Regions from separate parts of the Triticum aestivum genome. Here regions 1 and 3 are each linked to region 2. The links are chromatin contacts, called in public Hi-C maps. All regions are on one chromosome and are shown on one strand. The core of a region is the stretch at or near the end of the contact, and the rest is flanking DNA. Distances in the headings are between cores, read along the strand shown. Region 1 holds the start of LOC123145198 (myricetin 3-O-rhamnoside 1,2-glucosyltransferase UGT709G2-like). Region 2 holds the start of LOC123145200 (dual specificity protein kinase YAK1 homolog). Region 3 holds the start of LOC123145202 (rop guanine nucleotide exchange factor 14).

What was found. A called contact is a pair of places that touch in the nucleus more often than the background predicts.
Region 1: a Hi-C map of leaf shows a contact between it and region 2, with 3 times the contacts expected there. The contact joins the promoter of LOC123145198 here to the promoter of LOC123145200 in region 2. A contact is called at or near these places in 3 of 5 Hi-C or Micro-C datasets (all in leaf).
Region 3: a contact with region 2 is called in a Hi-C map of leaf, with 3 times the contacts expected there. The contact joins the promoter of LOC123145202 here to the promoter of LOC123145200 in region 2. A contact is called at or near these places in 2 of 5 Hi-C or Micro-C datasets (both in leaf).

Annotation. Positions count from the first base shown.
Region 1 is chr6D:375,987,200-375,989,899 of IWGSC CS RefSeq v2.1, reverse strand. It overlaps LOC123145198 (myricetin 3-O-rhamnoside 1,2-glucosyltransferase UGT709G2-like), which reads right to left and starts at 1,327. Exons shown (of 1, transcript XM_044564555.1): 1 at 1-1,327. The coding sequence starts at 1,172.
Region 2 is chr6D:376,130,010-376,132,754 of IWGSC CS RefSeq v2.1, reverse strand. LOC123145200 (dual specificity protein kinase YAK1 homolog) reads left to right here and starts at 1,452. Exons shown (of 18, transcript XM_044564559.1): 1 at 1,452-2,180. The coding sequence starts at 2,004.
Region 3 is chr6D:376,267,529-376,270,228 of IWGSC CS RefSeq v2.1, reverse strand. LOC123145202 (rop guanine nucleotide exchange factor 14) reads left to right here and starts at 1,375. Exons shown (of 9, transcript XM_044564561.1): 1 at 1,375-1,693; 2 at 1,792-1,847.

The sequences.
Region 1 (2,700 bases), core at 78-2,577, 140 kb after region 2:
TGGTCCACGAAGAAGGGCCAGCACACCGTCGGCACGCCCTCGGTGACGCTCTCCAGCGTGGAGTTCCACCCGGCATGCGTCAGGAAGCAGCCCACTGCCCGGTGGCGCAGCACGTCCCGCTGCGGCGCCCACTCCACGACGCGGGCCTTGCCTTTCCCGGCCGCCCTGATGGCGTCCTGGAGGACGGCGTTCTGGCTCGCCCCGACCATGTCCGGCCTGAGCACCCAAAGGAAGGGGTGGCCGGCGCTCACGAGTCCGGAGAGGAACTCGGTGAACTCCTCGACCGAGATGACGGCGAGGCTGCCCAAGCTCACGTACACCACGGTTCCGTCCGCCTGGCTGTCGAGCCACGCCGTGCAGCCGTCGTCCTCCCGCCACAAGGCGCCGCCGGCCGCCGGCTCCTGGAACATGGCGTGGAGAGGGCCAATGGCGAAGACGTCGCGCATGTGCGGCGCGATGTGCGCGAGCGCCGACCGCTCCAGCGACGCGGTCGTGTTGAGTATGAGCGCCCGCGCGTTGCAGCTGTGTGCGCTGAACTCGGCGATTATCCGAAGCATGGGGTGGAGGCCGCCGGTCCCGTCGTGCCCGCGGCAAAAACTTGGAAGATCGCGCCGCCGCAGGAAACCCTCCATTCCCGGAACGCCACGGACGGGCGCATCGAGGTCGGCGCCTAGCGGGACAGGGACCTCGCCGAGCTCCACGAGCTTGGGCACGAAGAGGTAAGCGAGGAAGCTGCACGCGCTGGCCGTTCGGAAGGCGAGCGCCGGGACGCCGAGCTCCTCGGCGACGTCGATCGCGAACGGGAGGATCCCGTCAGCGACGACGCAGGTCACGGGAGGGAAGCCATCGTCGCGGGGCGCGCCCGCGCGCAGGGACGCGAGCAGAGCACGGTAGGCGACCCTCGTCGTCGTCATCATGGACTCCACGAGCGCGACGAGGTCACCCGCCGTGCGGGGATTGTCGTCCGGGAGGCCGTCGGTGACGGACAGGAACCGGAGCCCCGGCGAATCGGCCTCCGCCTTGACGGCGGCAAGGCCTAGCCTCCGCCGGTTGTGGTCGGTGTGAAGGAAGGTGACGTGGAGGCCGGCGTCGAGGAGCCCTGCGGCGAAGTGGAGCATGCAGTTGATGTGGCCCTGCGCCGGGCACGGGAACACCAGCACGTGCGCCGCCATGCCGTCGCTAGCTTCGCCTGCACCTGCGCGCGCTCACCTACGCTACTACTCCGCGCGCATGCAGTGACGCAGCTGGGTTTCTCTTCTTCCGGCTTTCAGTAGTGAGGCTGGCATGGGCGCATGCCGCATGGTGCACCTATAGAGAGAGAAGGGTGCAGGCGCAGCAGCACACGTCAGCAGTTACGTGTCGGAGGAGACCGGTGGCGGCGGCTAGCGCTTGCAAGCCTCAGCTACTAATTACCTTAAATAATTACTCCCTCCGTTCCTAAATACTTGTCTTTTTAGGCATTTCAAATGAATATCACATACGGATGTATGTAGACATATTAGAGTGTAGATTCACTCATTTTACCCCGTATGTAGTCACTTGTTGAAATGCCTACGTAGCTGATGCCGTCATCACCGAGCAAACGGGGTGGATCGATAAATCGATTTGACATGTGACGAGTTAGCTAACGCAAGCGTGTGGAGAGAGAATGAAACAAAGAGAAACTGCCCCGCAAGATTCTAATAAGACCTTGTACAATGCAATTTGCAAGGTGCTTAGAAAAGATACTTGGAGAAATAAATCAGACTTTTTTAAGCATTCGTACTTGTTTGTACGGAGTAGACGCTTAATTAGGCATCTTTTCTGTAGAAATAGACACTGATGCTTTAGAAAAATCTGATTTATTGTTCTAAACATTTAGCATCCGGATTGTGTAGCTTTAGGTTTTAGGCCCTAGTAGCTTAGATTTTTGGGTCATCCATCGTCTTGTCTTTGGCGGTGGCAATGACGATGCTAAATAAAGAAGTTTCAGATCCTTCCCTGACAAGGCGATCGGTCCTATGGTCGGGAATGAATTTGAAAACCAGTCTGTTCAAGCAAGGATGGCGCGGCGGCGGCGACATCCTCGTAGTGGACTTGTATCCTTGGGCTTTGCCGTGTGACAGCGTTTGCTCCAGCGCCGGCGCGGAGCTTAGGAGGTAGTCCAGGAGGAACAAATGCAAATTGTGGTATGCAACGGTGGCATCCGGAAGATGGTGGATCATGTACTGGGTTTGTGGTTCGTGGCTGGCAGGTATGGTTTCCTCCTCTTGCGACTTAGTCATGCAGGGGAGCCAGATCTGGAGGATGGCGTGTTCGGCGTGTTGCTCCGGTCTGGTTCGTTGAACGGCAATGGCTTCACCATTGATGAGTTATCTTGGAGGTTTGTAAAGCTGCATATCAACGATAGAGCTGCGTCGAGCTTAGGTAAGGAGGTGATCCGTCAATTTTTCCTCTGGTGGTGCCGAAGGCAGGCGACATGCGCTTTGGTGTGGAACTCAAGGGTTTCTTTGGTCTTGCTTGTAATTTTCTTTCATCGATGGTGTTCATTTGTGCAAAAGCTAGCATTCTGTTGTCTTTTCAGTTTTGTGAGGCCAGTTTCTAGATAGCTTGTATTATGATCTTACGATATAAATGAGACACATATTATCATGAAAAAAAAGTTTAGAAGCCGGCATCTTCACTTGTTATTTCCTGTAAGGGTGTGGCTAGCTTAGCCGA
Region 2 (2,745 bases), core at 203-2,702:
AATGCGCCGGCCTAACATACGCGTTTCCCGATCTTTCACAATTCATTGATTGACAGTTACTTGTTTACGTGACCGCCAGCCCACCGACGGCGAGTCATACCAGATACATATGAATATCTTTCAGCGCAGCCCTTTCGGTGGAAATAAATGGAACATATATTATTTCTCGACCATTTAGCCGCACGATGGACAGATCGGACGGCCACACTCGCATTAGTATAGTGACGTTCCACTGCCTAACACACGATGGCAGCGGTGCTTAGCATGGTGACGTTCATGATTGTGGGTCGTTGTCACTGGACTGTGTTTATAATTCCATTGCTTAACTGCAGTAATTAAAATTCAAGAATTACTTCCCGTCTATCCATCTATCTTGAAGATTCAGCCATTACACGATCTTGTAAGCATTCGGAAATCCCTTTTCCATCCATCTATCTTGAAGAACCAACCATTACACATCTCGTAACGCACCCGGAAAATGCTTCAGGTCTATCCATCTATCTTGATGGCTCGATCATTGCACAATCTTCACAAAATGCGCCGGCCCAACATATGCGTTTCCCGATCTTTCGCCATTCATTGCTCGCCAGTTACTTGTTTACGTGACCGCCAGCCCACCGACGGCGAGTCATACCAGATACATATGAATATCTTTCAGTGCAGCCCTTTCGGCGGAAATAAATGGGACATATATTATTTCTCGATCATTTAGAGCCGCACGATGGACAGATCGGACGGCCACAGTGACGTTCCACTGCCTAACACACGATGACAGTGGTGCTTAGCATGGCGATGTTGATGATTGTGGGTCGTTGTCACTGGACTGTGTTTATAATTCCATTGCTTAACTGCAGTAATTAAAATCCATGAATTACTCCTCGGCTATCCATCTATCTTGAAGATTCAACCATCACACGATCTTGTAAGCATCCGAAAATCCCTTTTCAATCCATCTATCTTGAAGAATCGACCATTACACATCTCGTAACGCACCCGGAAATTGCTCCACGCCTATCCATCTATCTTGATGGCTCGATCAATGCACATCCTCAGAAAATGCGCCGGCCCAACATATATTTTTCCCAATCTTTCGCCATTCATTGCTCGCCAGTTACTTGTTTACGTGACCGCCAGCCCACCGACGCGAGTCATACCAGATAGATATACATGAATATCTTTCAGCGCAGTCCTTTCGGCGGAAATAAATGAAACATATATTGTTTCTCGACCATTTAGAGCCGCACGATGGACAGATCGGACGGCCACGCTCGCACTAGCACAGTGACGTTGCGCGGCCTAGCACGCGATGACAGCGGTGCTCAGCGTGGCGACGTTGATAATTGCAGGCCGTTGCCACTGGGACCGTGTTACAACTCCACTGCTTAACCGCAGTAATTAAAATCCAGACGTGTGTATATATATTAGCTGGAAAGAAGGCGAGCGGAAAAAAACCCACAGAGTCGAGGGGAGGTGACGGAGACGAGGAAGGAAAGGAAGAAAAGAGACGAAAGAGGGAGGAGGAGGAGGAGGGGATTGGGACTCGCCGCCCCGCTCCAAATTCCCCACTGCTCCACCACCTCCGCCTCCACTTCCCCGCCGCCGCCGCCCCGAGTACGGCGGGCACGAGCAGCCGGCCGTCCTCGGCCCAAAACCCTACCCGCCCAATTCGGCCCGGCTCCGAGCCGTTGGCCCCGCCCGGGGCAGTCCCGAGCGGCGAGAGGAGGAGGCGGAGGGCCGGGGAGATCGGATCGGCGGGGCCGCGGGCCGGAGTAGCATTGGGCGATGGCCGCTTCATAGGATGCAGCTTTACTCCGCCGGCGGCCGCTTAGTCTGCTGCTGCCGCTGCTGCTGCCGCTTCTGCTTCGGAGTGCGCTGCCGTGATCCCAACAGGAGCCTGGGCTGGTGCGGGTTGGGCTGACGTGTTGTTGTTGCTGTTGTTGTTGGGCACTTGATCTCTGCGGGCGCTTTGCGCCTGCCTGCTGGGAGGTGGTTGCGTGAGGCGAATGGAGGAGACTGGGAGGGAGAGGAAGGCGGCGGGGCCGCCGTGGGCGCCGACCAAGTCCACGGTGTTCCGGTCCTACGCTGCTGCGGTAGTGGGCGACCGGGCGGAAGCGCCGTCCGCCCGGGGCAATGGGGTTGCCGCCCGTTCAAGCAATCTACGCGCCGTCAGGAAGAGGCCTGTACGTTTCCTACACCTTCCCCTCTCACGGGGCTAACAAAAGATGCTTCCTTGCTTTCCCTTTTGGAGCTATTCTCGGGCTCACCGTGCTGAATTTGAACTGTCAATTGGATTGAGCGATTCTCAGAGGTCGTCGTAGCTGGAAATTAATTATAATGAAATGCTAGTAAGAAACCGTTACAGCTTAAGAAACCAGCAAGTACATCTTAAACTTTGGTGACTTGAACTACTCGAATCAGCACCGTTCCTGCTGATGCCTTCTTCCTGATGCCTGGACGCACGGTTCAGGCAACTAAAGTTTGACCAGCTGGAGCAGTGTGGTCTACTCAAATTGTCTTTTGATTAATCAGAGGCAAACCTCATTTCTGACTACAATTAGCATTCCCATTCATTATCCACACCTATTTTTTCTGCAACAATCATTCAGTGTTGAGTTATATATAATATACATGTTCTGTTTGCTTGACTTGCTATTCCAATCCATCATGAGTGTAAAGAGATTCCAAGTATAAGTGATTTGGAAATATTACGCAAGTGCACAACTAAAAGTGTGTCAGGATCCTAGT
Region 3 (2,700 bases), core at 126-2,625, 140 kb before region 2:
CACTCATGCGCCCTGTCCTGTCCTCTCCTGTATGGTGTGCTGGCCTTTTGGTTGATTTGAAGAGTACGTTTTGGACGGGATTCAGATGCATGATGCTCGGGTTGACATTCTACTCCTGCAAGCAATCTACAACCTTTTTACAGACAATGATTTTTGAGACATGTGATTGTTGTTGGAAAGAAACAAGTAGCGACTGATTGCCTATCATTTCGGTTCACCCGGACGTGGTGGGGATCCCAGTCTCTCGAGCGAGTTTGACAACCGAGGCCGGTGCACATATTACAGCAACTCTCGAGCGAGTTTTGATGGATGAACCGCACACACGCGACACGCCACATGCTTTCTACCCATCCATGGTCGATGCCGGCGGGAGGGAGGATTTCACGTGCGCACGCTCAGACGACCTTTCCAACGACTCACCAGTAGCACTAGCACACTACGTGTACAATACGGACGGCATACTACTGTGCGTGTGTTCGTGTCCGTAACCCTGGGCCCGAGAAGCAACATGCGCCCGTTGTCGCCTCGCGCGCCTGGGAAAGAAAACCGACCGAAAGAGTGCGACTATGCGATGCGAGTGGGCTGGGGACCGAAAACTTTGCACGCATTCTTGCCTGCTCCGTCCGCCGAAGGAATGCTTTGTCCCTAGCCCCCTTCCATTCTTCCGGGCTCACGTTCATCAATGACCTTTGGTTTCATTTCAGCACGTACGTACGTCCAGGACCCGGTAGACCTATCGAGCCAGCCAGGATGCCAAGTAGTACGTGCGGGAACGTGTATAGTGGCATGGCTGGCCAGTGGCCACACGTGACACAAGAGAACAAGGCGGTACGCGTAGGAACGTCAAACGTATCCATCAGGCCTCGGATACCCCTGGTCTACAGAGTATGGTCACGGATCTCCACCGTCCATCCGGCATCCGACGGCTCTGACCGAGCGCCTGCGCGTCGCGTCGTAAAAGTAAAGTTGACCGGGAAATGTGAAAGTGTAGAAGCGTGCCTGGCCTGAAGTGATCGGTCGGTCGGTCAGGGGGAGGGGAGGAAGAAAAGGGCAAGCGATTCCGCGAGTAAATGAAGGCCGAGACAGGTGACAAATGAGGTGTCAGGGATAGGGCAGGGAGGAGAAGTGAAGGGAGGAAGCAAACGATTCCGCCCGCTGCCGTTGCAACCAAGAAAAATGTTTTTTTTCCTTCGTGGTTACCAGAAAGAAAGAAACAAAGCCTTTTTTTTGTTTCAGGATCTCAACTTCTGGAGCCCGTGGTGGAGTGAGCTGCCGGCCGCGAGAGGTTAACGAGCGAGCGAAGCAGACGAGCAGGATGAGTTGCTGATTAGTAGCGCGGGTGGCTCCGTTGGTTGGAGGTACGGAGCAAATCCCAGGGGGAGGCCGCTGATGGTGCGGTTGCGGGGGTAGTAGGAGTAGTATATTTGATCCGGCACCTGCACGCTCACATGCTTGGCTTCCTGGTTTCGCTCCGCTTTCTGTTCTTTCTCCCTTCCTGCCGCATTTATTATCTATCGCAACATATAGTCAGACAGAGCAGAGTACCACCACTACCACTACCACTACCAGCAGCCCCCCTTCAGGCCTTCACACAGGGACACACACGCTTCCTCCTCCCCTTCTTCGCCGCCCTGCCTCCTCCGTCTCTTCACGCTCGAGGCCTGGCCCCTGCCTCCCTCCATTCGGACCATTGGTAAGCTCATGCCTAGTCAGGCAGCTAGTATTTCCATCTGTTCATGGTTTCCTTCTTGATTGAGGTTCTCTCATCACCTCTTGTTTCCTTGGCCGCAGATCCATGCCGGAGCGCTCCGGCCGCTGACACCTTGCCTCGGAACGACGCCGCAAAGGTACCACCACTCCCCTCGCCTCTACATTTCGCAAGAACCTCGCCCACCAGAAATGCCGGCGCGATTCGAGCTGGAACCCTCCCCGTATTTCCCCCTCGAACCGGCCCCTTTAGCCCCATTCCTGCTCGTTCCATCCCCATCGCGAGGAAAACCGCCATGAAAAAGGCTGTCGCAGGGCAGTAGTGAGGCGAGCCGCCTTTCCACAGACCCATCTCAACTTCTTGCGAGAGGCCGTCGTCAGGTCGTCATCGCCCCGCTGCGGCACCAACGCCAACGCCGGGGAGGAGGAAAAGCGCGAGCCAACAAACCTCGGGGCCTTTTCAGTTTTCACCTCATCTCTTTTCACCTCGCCCCCACATCTTTTTCCTCAGGTCATCGCTTTCCGCCTCACAGTCGTCGTCCCGCACTAAAAGCTAGCATAGCATAGCGAAGCTCACAACAGAAAGCCTACTGCCCATGTCCTCGTGAACCCTCTTTCTTTCCCCAGTCCTTCCCACCCACCGGCCCAGTTCAAAATTCAAAGTTCCAACGCCAACGCCTCCGCACCGCCTGCACGGCCGCCAGTGCCTCGACCGGCGAGCGCCCCTCCCCCTGACGCGTCACCACCAGCCAGCCGTAGCACCGCCCTCCGTTTCCGTTGCGCCCATAAATCCCCGTCCGGACAGCAAAGACACACAACGGATTTTTATCATCAGTCGACGCCTCCGATTATTATTAGTAGTAACTAGTAAATGCGCAATATCGCGCCGTCAATGCATCCCTTAGCCGAATATCCTCGCTAGATTTGCTCCTCCATTAGCAATTCTTTATTTTTCGCTTTTGCCTTTGCGCTGCTGATGCGTCAATCATTCGG